Regions from separate parts of the Mus musculus genome. Here region 2 is linked to region 1. The links are chromatin contacts, called in public Hi-C maps. All regions are on one chromosome and are shown on one strand. The core of a region is the stretch at or near the end of the contact, and the rest is flanking DNA. Distances in the headings are between cores, read along the strand shown. Region 1 has its middle 32 kb from the start of Gm25487. Region 2 overlaps Jade1 (jade family PHD finger 1).

What was found. Hi-C and Micro-C count contacts between places; a contact is called where the count stands out from the background.
Region 2: a Hi-C map of pancreatic beta cells shows a contact between it and region 1, with 4 times the contacts expected there. The contact joins two enhancer-like sites. A contact is called at or near these places in 5 of 484 Hi-C or Micro-C datasets (B cells, the HL-1 cell line, cortical glia and 2 more), 6 of 115 datasets of contacts at active chromatin or transcription factors (embryonic stem cells, extraembryonic endoderm stem cells, kidney and 3 more) and 2 of 9 other capture datasets (adipose tissue and pancreatic islet).

What each region holds. Positions count from the first base shown.
Region 1 is chr3:41,405,834-41,413,041 of GRCm38.p6, reverse strand. No RefSeq gene overlaps it. Among named protein-coding and RNA genes, the nearest start is that of Gm25487, 32 kb to the left of the region's middle. Within about 2 kb of position 3,696, at least 250 of the 459 cell types and tissues checked have an H3K27ac peak or open chromatin away from gene starts, as enhancers often do. A contact at or near this core is called in B cells, cortical glia, microglia and 3 more, where this site is marked.
Region 2 is chr3:41,577,724-41,584,300 of GRCm38.p6, reverse strand. Jade1 (jade family PHD finger 1) reads right to left here. Exons shown (of 11, transcript NM_001130184.1): 2 at 3,029-3,106. The coding sequence starts at 3,080. Among named protein-coding and RNA genes, the nearest start is that of Jade1, 25 kb to the right of the region's middle. Within about 2 kb of position 3,955, at least 110 of the 459 cell types and tissues checked have an H3K27ac peak or open chromatin away from gene starts, as enhancers often do. A contact at or near this core is called in B cells, cortical glia, microglia and 3 more, where this site is marked.

The DNA.
Region 1 (7,208 bases), core at 2,447-4,946:
GAGTCAGCCTAGCCTTCTCCCTCTCTTTAGTGTTGGGCTGGTTATCTGCCTTCCCTGTCCCCATAATCTTCCATTTGTGTGCAAAGGGGTTCTGTGCCTCACTCTGAGTGACCACAGCTTGGCCTCACGCTTCTCCTCAGTTGCCTTCTCAAATGGCTTCGCTGAAAGGCAGAACACAACTTTTGAGAAGAGGAAGCAACCCTGAGCACATCCTCATATTTTCAGAAGTGCTGACCCTGAGGGAATTTGAATTCCTGCCATGTGGCTTCTTTACAGTTTTTTGTTTTTTTTGTTTTTAATATGTGGTTTTGTCCTATTTAACCCTTTGATGGAAATGGTGGTGCATTTTGTTTACATTTTCCATATGAGGAAAAAGCAAACAATTATTATCTGGTCAGCAAAAATGAAATGAAGGCAATTTTCAAAATTCACTGCCTTTTCACTATGAATTTTTTTATTTTTATTTTTTAGAGACAGGGATTCTTTGTATAGTCCTGGCTGTCCTAGAACTTGCTTTGTAGACTAAGCTAGCCTCAAACCCAGATATCTGTGCCTCTGTCTCTGCCTGTCTCTGCCCCTCTGCCCCTCTGCCTCTGCCTCCCAATTGCTGAGATTTAAGGCATACACCACCATGTCCTGACTCAATACGATTTTTATAGTGAATTGATGTGAAAGATCCATAAATAGTTCCAAACTACTTATACATTTGTCAGAGACGTATATGGGGACCATATAGGGACCTTAGTATCACCTTGACTGAATTTTAGTCATCTACAGACAGACCTCTAGTGGCTGTGAAGGTGGTTTTGGAGAGGGTTAGCAGAGAAGTCAAGACCTACCCAGCACTTCCCACAGTCTGGGGTTCCATACTGAATAAAAGGGAAAGAAAGAAGGCAAGATGAGCACCAACGTTCATCTTTCAAATTGTATTTGTGGTGTGTGTGTGTGTGTGTGTGTGTGTGTGTGTGTGTGTGTGCACATGTGCATATCTGTGTCCATTCGTGGAAGTTAGAAGACATCTTGCAGGCGTCAGTTGTCTCCTATGATGTGGACCCTGGGACTTGAACTCAGGTTGTTAGGATTGGCATCAAGCCACTTACCTCTCAAGGTCATCTCCAGCTCACCATTCATGCCCTGTATTAAGCTGCTTTGTCCTCCGACCCACTTTGTGCTCTGACCTCGGTGCATTCTCTGCCATGACAAGCTGTGTATCCTTTAACTGCTAGCCCAAACAAACCCTTGGTTTTTTTGTTTGTTTGTTTGTTTTTGTTTTTGTTTTTGTTTTTTTTTTTTTTTTTTTTTTCGAGACAGAGTTTCTCTTTATAGCTCTGGCTGTCCTGGAGCTCACTTTGTAGACCAGGCTGGCCTCGAACTCAGAAATCCTCCTGCCTCTGCCTCCCGAGTGCTGGGATTAAAGGCGTGTGTCACCACGCCCGGCTTTTTTTTTTTCCTTGTTTTCTTAAGGTGCTTTTTCTCAAGTGTTTGGCTAGAGCAATGGTCTAATGTGGGGATTTGGTTAACTCCCAGGTGAAAATCAGTAAAAAATAAGGCTTTGTAACAGCAATTCTTTGCAGAGTGGGTTTAGAAGCCAGTGCTGGAAGCCAATCTTGGAAGGTGTCACCCTCCATTTTGCCGAGTGTCTCTGATTTTTCTCTTGCAGAACTATTCCATGCACCTCCCTAACTTCATAAACACTGGTACATCTTGTGCTGTGCCCATCACTTTAGGAAGCCATTTGGCCGTTCCGACGGCGGAACTGTGCAAGGTGCCTCCCGAGCTCACGCTCTTCACACTTGGTTTGGTTTTGTTCCCTTGTTGGTTTGAATGTTCCGTCTCAGACAAGAGATGAAATTTCCATTGTTCTCCTGGCTCTTTCGGGAAGTAAACCCAAATCTGTCTTATTGAAGAAAAATCATAATTCCTTTTGCATGAAAAATAAAATCCAGTCTGAGGAAATGCCATAATGACCAAGATAATGGTTTATGTTATCTTTCAAATCAGTTCCAAGGAGAAATTAACCCTCATTATGGTCGAGCTGGTGATAAAGGGCTGACTGATTTCTTGCGTTCTGATGAGTGACTCATTCTTCAATGGTCAGGATAACAATAGTGATGACGGTGGTGGTGTGTCAAAGGGCTGGAGAGAGAGCTCGGTAGGTAAAATACTTCTACGCAAGCCTATTGACTTGAATTCAATGCCCAGAATCCACGGTGGGACGAGGTAACCGACTCCTGAAAGCCATCCTCTGACCTCCACCCATGCAGCACGGCACAAGACTCCTGTACTTGCATTTAAATACAATTATTATAAATGAAATATTTAGGATTCAGTGTATGAGATGACGCCTGCATTAGCTACTCTTTTGTGGCTATAACAAAATACCTGGCAAGAAGCAACTTAAAGAAAGAAGGGTTTTATTCTGGCTCACAGTTGAACAGGTTATCCTTCATCTTGGCTGGAGAGGAGGCTGGCAAGTCGAGTCACACTGCTTCAACCCTCAGGAAGCAGAGAGAGGTGACTGGTAGAATGAAGCTTCTCCTTACTCTTCCACCTATAAAATTCATTACCTTCACCTTTAAAATGGTTCGACCCTCCCGTGGTTAAGGAGGGTCTCCCACCTTAGTTAACTTAATCCTAGATAATCCCTCACAGGTGTGAGGAGAGGCTTGACTCCCCTGTCCTCTCCAGATGACACTCAGTGTCAACAATCAAGACCCCTATTTTGAGAGAGATCAACAAGTAAGGCTGCGGGGACCAATGGTGATTACAGTGACTCTATTACCAAGTACCAAATGCTTTGCTTCGGCTCTTCTCCCGGTTCCATAGATAAGGATTGTATGCAGGGTTGGGGTGGGGAAGCAGTAACTTCACATGACTCTTCCAAAGTCACCCCACAGAAGCAAGGGAGAGAGGGGAATCAATATGGACTGCCGCTAGACTGTCAGACCCAATTCACCCAACGTGTATCAATTTAAAGCCATAAAATCTGGGTAGGAGAAGAGTTTGCCAAAATGACAGGCTGGGTTTTTTAAATCTTCTATATCGTATTTCCTGGCCCAGCTCCTCCAAGAACTGTCCCTGTTCTGAGTTTCCGTATCCTAGAAGGAAGTCCACCTGCCAGAAAGACCGAGCCTTCACCGAGGGTGACTCTCCAAGTGCGTTAAAGGTTATTTATGTAAAAGATCATTGCATTGTGTTTTGGCATGCAAAAATTCCTCTCTCCCCAAGATACAGGAACACCCTCCAGTTATAGATCAAAACAGAAGAAGGTGTCGTTTGGGCTCTCAAACACCCGTTCCCAGCGTCTTTGGTTCAGAAAATAATTTTCTGGTTTTATGTTCCTGTGAGTGCCTCCCTCTGTTGGCTTCTCTGAATCTCAGTGATTCTTGCTTCCACACTCACCAAGGACAACCACCTCAGCATGGGGGTGGGGCAAGCCCACCCAGTCTAAGGAGTGAGGGAGGGGAAGAGCAAGCCACCTGTCACAGGGTGAGAAACTCTCCATCATGCAGAACTTTCCCACACGAGGATCACAGAGGCTCCATCTAGATCCAGGGGACCCACTGGTTGTCAGAGCCTCTATTTGACTCCCACACCCTGCAAAAATCCTCTAGGGCAGCAAGCACAGCAGGACCTGCCTTTAACAACCACCGGGTGTCAGTCAGTGGCTCTCAGGAGTGTGGGCCACACTGCTTAACTCCACCACTGACCTCATTGGGGACAGCTTTGTTTGATTTTCACAGAGCAGAACATGTAGATCTCTCCATCATAAACACACACACACACTCTCCAGAGCACAAATAAACAACCATGTACACTGGTAAATGTGTTTGCATTATTTAACCCAACCAGACGAAAACGAAGCGTGTGAACAGCCCTGCATATAAAGTACCGGGGAGTAACTTGCCTGTAATCTGTCTTGTACAACACAGCCTTTGCCACTCAAGCTACGCACGCGATCCAGACCCTGGAAATGTTCTATTTTTAGATGGGCTTTGTACACTATACTATTGACAAAGAGCGCTGTTAAATCCTCTGAATAGCAGCCAAAAAGTTGGGTGAGAACCCAGAAACCTGCCTCCTAGATCAGCATGCTAATCAAGCCAGAGCGATCTCTAAAGATCCTGTCCTTTTGTCTCAGCAGAAGTGGTCAGCAGAAGCGCAAAGGACACGGGGGCAGGGGTGGGGATGGGGGCGAAGGAGGTGATTATCCGCAGTTGTTTTACTCCTAGATAACAGGTCATTCGCCCACAATTCGGCGGATTTAAGCTGCTCTTTGTCAAAGTCACTTTCAGAAAAGATTTGACTATTTATTTACAAGGGAGGGGGTGTGACGGCAGCAGGTGCGTCATGGAAATCTCAGACGTGGTAGATTCAAAGCTGCTGGGGCCAGGTCACATGACTGCCTGCCTGCATCCTGGCACGCATATACTCCACCCCGACAAGCTTATGTCAGCCTAGCCACGTGGCCACACAGGGAGAACGGGAAGAAAATCTTAGGCAAACTGCCCATAAGAGGTGCGTGGGGAATGAGGCAATAGAGAGAAAAGGTTTGCAATACAGGAGGCGAGGGGAAGCGTTCGACACTGACATTTCTGCAACCACTGAGAAATCTGCCCTTTCCTGAGCTCGCAAGGGGCTAGGGGTAACAGACACCACTAGGCTAATTCTGGATAAAGTGGGCAAAATTATTTTTTATTGGTTAAGCACATTTTTCGCCTATTATTTTTGCTTCCACGCAAATTGCTCACTTTAAAAACTTTACTTTTTAAAAAAATAAATTTTATTTATTAGTGTACATGAAAGCGTGAGTGACTGTGTGTGCATGCGTGCATGTGTGCACAGGCACGAGTGGGCTCACATGTGTGAGCATGGCATCTGTGTGGAGATCAGAGGGCAACTTGTAGGGGGTCATTTCTCCTTTCCACGGGAGAGTTCCAGATGCTGACCTCAGATCATCCAACTTTCACCTACTAGCCACATTGCAGGCCTCAAAACGTCTTGCACTCACTTGTCCATGCGTTGTGACTGGTGTAGTGGGCCGGATGGTCTGAGACCTCCCTGGTGGCATCATACAGTTCCCTGCTTCTGCCAGTTCCTTGTAGGCCTTTTATTACTTTCTTTAAAAAAAAAAAAAAAGCAACAAGTTCTCATTTAGATCAGGCTGACCTCAAATTTACCATCTAGCTAAAGATGACATTGAACTTCTAATCTTCCTGCCTCCACCTGTCAAGGCTGGGATTACAGCCCTGAGCCACTAAAAGGGGGCATATATAGTGCTGATAGTAGGGCCCAGGACTAAATGAGTACTAGGCAAACTCTCTATATCTAATACCACAGCTGTTCCTTCAGTATTTATCGTGTTAAAGGGTCCTTGTACCTGTCACTGTCATGAGAGTCTTGTGCTCAGGTGATAAGTAACATGGAGGCTTACCATTAAGTCCCTGTGTATCAGGCTCTGTTTTAGGCTGGTTCTTCTAAAGCTGCATCCTTACCAATGGCCCACTCAGTCAGGTATCTTTCTTGCCTTCTGGGAAAGTACTGAAGCACACAGAAGGGTACTCAACCAAAGACAGTAAGCAATCAGTGATAAACTGCAAACTCACATCTGGGTTTGCTAAGCTTTCTCTATTATACCAGGCAATGTCATCTGCAAATGTGAACCTAGGCTGTATATCGCAGGACAACTGGGTTTGCTTTGATGAAACTGAATTGCATGTTGCTGACAGTTATTTTAACACCCTCAATATGTTTATTTATTAAAAAAAATAGTATTTGACAATGTTTGAAATTTCACTAGCAATACAAAGCTTGCCAGTTGCAACTTTTGTCTAACGTTTTTTGATTCATATTACACACTCTAATCCCACTCCTTTCCCCTCCGTTTGTATCTGCCCTCAGTCCTTGCAACCTCCTCAGAAAAGAAAACAAAAAAATAAAAATAAATTAAAAGAAAGGAAAGAAGAAACAAACAAACTCATTTCACTAATGAAGCTGCAGTGTGTCATGGTATCATACAGTATACAGTTTTGTCCAAATGTCTTTACTTGCAAATGTTCATTGCAATGAGTCTGGTATGATTTGAAGCCTCTGGCTTCTGCTAAACTGTCAATACTGGATCCTCACCGGGGCTCCTCTTGGATATCCTGTTGTTGCCCTCCATATCCATGGAGACCCTGCAGCTTTATCTCTGCAGGACTGGTCCCTTCATGTGCTCCAGTAGCTCATAGATGTGGTAGATGTTCGGGTGGGCCAATTCAAAGCCCTGAATGTGGGCCTGGGTGGTAGCTGAATTGGTCAGTCTGCCAGCTCTCCTGCACCCACACCCAGGGCAAGATCTCCAGCTTTGCCCCGTGCTAGCTCACCCATGTGTTGGGCTGGCTCAACCACTCTAAAGCCCTTGGAGGCAGCTCACTCACCTGCCACAGGCAGTGAGAGGCTGAAGGGAAAGCATTTATCCCCGGCCCATGCCACCACTCACGAGGGGCAGGGCTAGCTCTCCTGAACTCCCGCCCTCAGGGAATGGCTTGCTTGCTACAACTTTTAATTCTTCAATATTTTCTAACTATTCCATTTGTCCTGATCTTCCCTATGGATTCTTATGCTAACTTGGGTCGATAGGAAAAAGCACAGTGGGTGAATCCAGCTTGCTTTAGAGGTGTAGAAAGAGATGAGATAAGAATGGCATTCCTATCCTCCGCTGCTGGTGGGATTGCAAGCTTGTACAGCCACTCTGGAAATCAGTTTGGTGGTTCCTCAGAAAATTAGACATAATACTACCTGAGGAGCCAGCAATGTCACTCCTGGGCATATACCCAGAAGATGCTCCATCATGTAATAAGAACACATGCTCCACTATGTTCATAGCAACCATATTTATAATAGCCAGAAGCTGGAAAGAACCCAGATGTCCCTCAACAGAAGAATGGGATACAGAAAATGTGGTACATTTACACAATGGAGTACTACTCAGATATTAAAAACAATGATTTATGCAATTTGTAGGCAAATGGATGAATCTGAAGTATATCATCCTGAGTGAGGTAACCCAATCACAAAAGAACATACATGATATGCACTCACTGATAAGTGTATATTAGCCCAGAAGCTCAGAATACCCAAGACACAATTCACAAACCACATGAAACTCAAGAAGAAGGAAGACCATAGTGTGGATACTTCTATCCATCTTAGAAGAGGGAAACAAA
Region 2 (6,577 bases), core at 2,706-5,205, 170 kb before region 1:
ACTTTTATAGGGAAAGTATGTAAGGATATAGATCAGAGCTATAATTAGCCTCAGACAACCAATAATATTCCTGCCCTAAAAGGGATGTTTTATCCCAATAAGTCTCTGCAGAGAAAATGAAACCTTTGGAAATAATGAAACTAACTGGTGGACCCTCTTCTCACATTTTGCTGGGTGGAAAAAAGTGGGACTTAAGGGCCTACCTTCACACCCAGGCATAGGGTCTAACTTCAGAGTCGGGCTAGGCTACCCAGTCCCCAGAGCCTAGCAATTCCAGACACTGCCTAAAAACTCCCTATCAGTATTTCGCCCAACTGCAGGGATGGGCCTCCAGGGCAGCTGGAGAAAGACCAACAACAGTGCCGTCAGCAGATGAGGGCTGGCACCTGGCACAGAAAAGGCCCATCCATCCCCAACTGTAAATACCACACTGTTGTTCCCCTGGGCCAGGCCAGAAAACAAAGCAATGGGCTACAGACTCAGAAGCCAGAAGCAGCAGGCCCCAGCTATTCCTGTAGCTGGTGCGGTGGCCCCATGCTGACGTCTGCAGCTGCCTCTCTTCCACCTGGACATGCTGCCAAAATCCCATCAGGCCTGTAAGCTGGAGAGGCTGAGAGGTGGCCACTGCACAGCCCTAGCCCCTGTTGTAAGCAAGACTCAGGACATGGAAAGCTATCACAGGTGGCCCTCGCTGCATGGGCGAAAAGATGCCACTCCACCCACAAACCGAAATAATACAGGGAGGGGTCCCAATGCAGTTACAATGAACTAGCTGCTAGGGGAGAAGGCGAGAAGAGTCCTCAGCGCGCAGCCTGCAGACACAACGTCCGAGGCCTGGCATTCAGTCACAGCTACCTGCTCTTCACCACCAACATTCACCATAATTATCAAGTCAATAAGCCTGACCAGTCAGACATCAAACAGGACCATCCACCATATGTTCTATACTGAACCGACTGCATGGCAAAACTACAGATGACCGTCTGGCAACTGTCACTCTTATCCCCCCGCAACTACCATCAGAGCGCAGCCAAGCGCTATCTGTGCATGGTGGCGCTCCAGCCTAACCTTCCAGATGAACAGACTGAACTGAGTAGGAAAAAAATGGCCCCTCACAGTAAAGGTTATTCTGGATGGAGACTGTGTGTGTGTGTGTGTGTGTGTGTGTGTGTGTGTGTGTGTGTGCGCGTGCGCGTGTGTGCGCGTGTGTGCGCGTGCGCGCGTGTGTACAAGCACATGTGTGGAGGTCAGAGGGCAGACAACTTGCAGGAATGGGGTCCATCGGGGTCTGAGTGATAGGACTCGGGTTGCCAGCTTTGGCAACAAGAGCCTCAATACACTCTGCCAGCTCTGGACACACTTGCTGTGGGCACTTTCTGAATTTAAAAGTCCAACTTTAAAAAAAAAAAAAGGGCAGGAAAAATTGCATACAGAAGTAAACAGGGGCGATTGAGGACACTTTGACAGACAGGTGTCACCAACAGTCAAAGAGAAAATAGCAAGCTCTTGCCAGAGAAGTAAAAAGCGGGAGCCTCACACCCAACTTGGTGTCCCAAGCTCCCGCTGTCTGCAGCTCAGCGTTCTGGCAACCTCAGATTTTCACAATGTAGCTGAGAACCAGGAGTTCGTTGGCTTCCAGGCAGTCAAAATAAATGTATATACTGCCTGCATGTATACTGGGAGCCTCAACAGCCTCCCAGGAAGTAAGAAAGAACTCTGCTTTGGAGAGAACTTCCTCCTCCTACTTCCCGCTTCCCGCTTCCTCCCTCACAGCTCCCTTGCCTGGTCCAGATGTCAACTCTCCAGTTTCTCAAACATCTATCAGATCTGGCCTTGGCTTCCCCTCCTCCCACACACCACCATCACCCTCCCCCTGCCCCACCCCTTTGTTCCCCTCCCATCATTCTCGTTCCATACCCACTGCTCCTTGCCTTCAACAGCAACGGCCACAGTTCAGCCAGACAGCCCAAATCCACACCACAGTTTCAAATTTGTGGACCTTCCACCTTCTGCGTGGCTGGCCTCGAAGCCCCCACGGCAGCATATCCATGCTTGTGTTGACTACCTGAGATGCCAGGCGTTCAAACAACCCTGCCTACCCAAAGCTTTTTATCCCTGGGACCCACCCAAAAAGCTGCCTCCTCCCTAGGCCTTCCCAAACCGCCTCTTTTGAGTTGCTAAGTTGCTACCTATCATTTCTAAAGCACATAGAAAGAGCTGTATAACTGCCCTGGTAACATCACATCAGGGCAGATCCTAATGTCTGAGGCAACGTGCCTAGAAAGCAGGCCAGGTCGCTTTCCCACCTCACAGTACAGCAAGCTTCCTTTCCAGGCTTCCAGAGTTTAATGTGCAATGTCAAACCTAAGCTAACAGGCTGCAGTTGCAGGCACTGAGCTAGGTACCGTCTGAAGGGAGCGCCTCTCTCAACAGTCTGTTAGCTCCTCAACAGACACTGTGTGACATTTATTTTGACTGCCTGGAAGCCAACGAACTCCTGGTTCTCAGCTACACTGAAAATCTGAGGTTGCCAGAAAGCTGAGCTGCAGACAGTGGCGGTATCACTCCATCCTGTGACAGCAGGAAAGGTTAGGGACTCATGTGCCTGGACTTGGTACCCTCACGTCACGCTGGGCAGCCCTTCATTCTGCCCTCGGAGCCCCGGCAGGCTCAGCCAGTTAATCATTACCTGGCTTTGATTAAGTCTCCTCTTCATAGAGAGCAATGCGAGGTACCATAAATGCTGTTTAATGAAAACAGACACACCAGTGGCTCTTGGAACTAAATTCTTCTCCCTGGATAACACACAGGAAGCCTGCAGAAGGCCTGCCTGCAGTCAACCTTACCGGGAAAGATCTGCTTCCAGCCCTGCAGTAGCACACTCAGATGTCTTTCTCCAGGCCTTGCCTTTCTCTGACCTGCCTGATATGCAAAGGGCCTCGACTATTTAGAGCATTATACTATAAAATCATGTTTTCACACTGACCCAAGCCCCGGTAGGCTCCAAGAACAACAAAGCAGGACTTACTGCCATTGTCGTCAGAATCCTCACTGCTGCTGGGAAGGCGACCTCGTTTCATGATCTCCCCGGGAGACAGCAGGCAGCCTGCAAAGCAATGAGACAGCACTTAACCCAAGATGGGAACACGCGATCATCAACTTGTGCTTCAGATGGCAGCCAGGATGCTGCAAACAAAAGCAAACACGGGCCTCAAGTAGCATTTGAATTGCAAACAGTGAAAAGACCAAAGGCACATAATTAGCTGAAATCATTAACAGAGCAGGTTAAGAGTGGGGGGGGGGTGAGTGGTAAAGTCACATGTGGGCAGGTCTCCCAGGTGCCACCCTTCCCTCCAGTTCCCAGACACCACTACAACTACTCCAGGAGTCTCGTCAGCCCCGGCAGCCAGCACTACAGAAAACAATCCTCCAGCAGTGAGCTCCCTCAGACAGATCCATGCTCTGTGCTTGTTGGGGGGCAGGGATGGGGCTGTGCCTACTGCTGTGTTTACAATGCTGCACTGGCATGATCAGGCTTCCTTGGCAAGGCCTGCTAAAATGAGCCCCAAATTTTGCCAAAATGAGCTATGCAACAAGCTGCAGCTCTAGAATGAACCAGTGGGGTGATGGGAAGACACCCATCTTCATCTGCCTTCCCCAACCCCTCAGAGGAACCACAGGCTTCAGGAACCCCGATCCGGACCCCTTCCTTTGCTCCTTACAGCAACCCATCCAAGGTCGTACTAGTCGGGGAAACCCCACTCCTTATTACCCAAATCCTTTCAGGACAAGTATGAACTAATTAATAATCAGTGGTACAACAGCCTAGCCTACCTGGCCAGTCCTTCAGCTCACCTCAGTTCAGAAAACCACTGCCTTCATGAAACAGAACAGTGGGCCAAGACTACACAGACAGTTACAGAAGAACTTGGACAGAACTATATCAACAGTGTTCCAACAAGTCACAAAAGCTTCTCTACACTAAAATTATTGATTGCCTTGACGTCTGTGGGACCACAACCTTCCTGCCAGGTCAATGACTCCCAAAGAAAAGGGAGAGCTTTTCAGGGCAGGAGAATGGCAGCGCTTCACCGCCCCATCCAACCAAGGCTCCTTGCTGGGAATCACCACAAACGTAATGAGGTCTGTTTTGCACAGAGGGGCAGTGTGGAGAGCCACTGCAGTAAAGCAAGGGAGTAATTAAAACCCCAAAGTTCCACTCCGGACAGACCTGCAAAAGGGAAGTCAAAAGAGGCAGAAAACACCAGACCATAGAGGAACAAAACATGCCACTTGGGCCTAAAGGTTATTTTGAGTTGCCTTCTTCCTGCCTGATCATAAGTTTACCTTTTGTAAAGGAAATTTCCACTTAGGTGCCCCACAAAAACAGCTCTTATTCATCCCCAATCCTCAATTACCATTAATCTCATACATACTTCAAGGTCCTCTTCCCTCAAACCTAACCCCTCCTCTTGTCGAGGTCCTCTCACAATGTACTGCCCTTTTTAAAGAGCAGCACGAGGGGCTAGAGAGAAGCGCTGTGGTAAGGTAGCTCTTGCACAGCACCAGAGCTCAGCTACCTGAACCCACTGCGCGCCCCCCCCCGCACCCCCCACTATGTTCTGTAACTCTGTCCAGCCTCTGTGGTACTGACATTCCCGTGCTCATACCAACCCAGACACATAATTAAAAATAGACCTTTCAAAAATACAACAGTTTACTAACTCCATATCTAATGCTGCTGGGGTGCTTCTCACTCTTTTAATGTGACACAAACCACACACACACACACACACACACACACACACACACACACTGATGTTTATATACCTCTGTTCCTGAATCGTTGACAACGGATAGTAAGTTTCCCCTTTTGGAACAGACCCACAGGATTCATTCAGGAATTCAGGCTCCTGGACTTTAAGTGCAATATTTTATATGTTCCTCCAGAGAAACTCACTCAATTAAAAAGTTTGTGGGCTTTTTTGTTTACCAACTGATTTTCTAAGATCACTGGAAGGAGACTGACTGTAGAGATGGTTTGGTTGGTAAAGTGCTTGTAACCTCGTGTGAGGACCTGATGTCCACACCCACAGCCCACATAAAAAGGCAGGGTTCCCAGAAAGCAGGTAGAGGCAGAAGGACCCATAGGACTCCCTGGAAGGTAGACCAGACTAACCTAACCAGTAAGGCCCAGACCAGTCAGTGAGAGACCCTGTCTCCTAAGGCACACATGCACAGCCACACATGCAGTAAAGGAATGCCCTGTAATTACCAGGCGTCCACACGGAATCAAAAGCCCCCTTCAGATAGACACCCTGTGAGCTACAGCTTCATTCACAGAATGGGCAGCCACAGTCCTAAGATCCACCCATTCATTCTTCCCAGAAAGGACTCTCACCTGTAACTCTGGTCCATCTAACAAGCAGTCTACACTCTGACCACTTACGTCCATAACGTCCACGACTGACACACACCTGTGACCCTCTTCCGCTTGTAATGGCTCTCTTCCCTGCCATCCCTGTGCTTGAAGCACCAACTGCTGACAGCTTTACTCTCTGCCAGCCTTTGAGGGCCATCCCTGCTCCCCAGGGGCACAGAGAGAGGACACACCTCTCCTCACAGCAGCTTCAGCTCTCTGGAGCCTGAGTTAGAGGGTTTTAAAATTCGAAAATCGCCACCTGAAGGTGGAATGCCTAAAGAGTAACAGTGTGATGCAGCCCCGCCTGAACGGAGTGCACCACCTCCGGAGCAGGTGAACTGAGAACGATGAGAGAGTCCAGGGAGACCCAGAGAACTTGCCTGCTAAACAAAGTGCGGAAGTTCCTCCATCCTCACTCACCAGTCAACCTACATTTTCCTAAACAAAGTGGCGAGAACTTGGAGTCACTGACCATCAAAACGCCCTCATCCCAGACTTCAGGGAACAACCTCAAGCTAGACTGATATTCCAAAATTCAAGCAACAGCAAGAATAAAATTAGTATTTTCCTTCTGATGAGTCTACTGGTATTCACCCTGAAGACCCTGCGTAATGGAGCTAAGAACAGTGTGCTCTGCCTGTGGTGGGGTTAATGTTCAGCAAAATTCCCTCCTCTGTGACTCTAATGTACTTAAACCTTGACATCAGGCTGATTTATCTCACCCAGGGCTACTTACTGTATCAGAAAATCAAAGCCTGCGTTACTATCTTTAACACACACAATAGAGGCTGTATGTTGCAAGCCGCTGTCCACTAAAAGGCAGCAGGAGGAGAGCCTCTGCGTCACTATCCTGCTGTCTGGAGCACTGGCTGGTTGCTACCTACGAGATGGTAGGGAGCAAAGTGATAATCAATTAAAAGGACTCCTCACAAACCTCCAGAGAAAGCAGTAAGATGCCCACCTGCATGAGCGGCAAACACCTGAAAAGGTGGGACCTGGCTTTGCAGAGCTTCTGGCCTACAGAATGAAGACAGGCGAAAAAGGAAAGCCAGCATCCCCGGTGCTCAACAGTGGTGAACACTAACAAGAGCCTGTATGAACCCAGAAGGCTGAGGAATGGACGTAAGCATCAAGGTGGCGTAGCCAGAGAGGAAA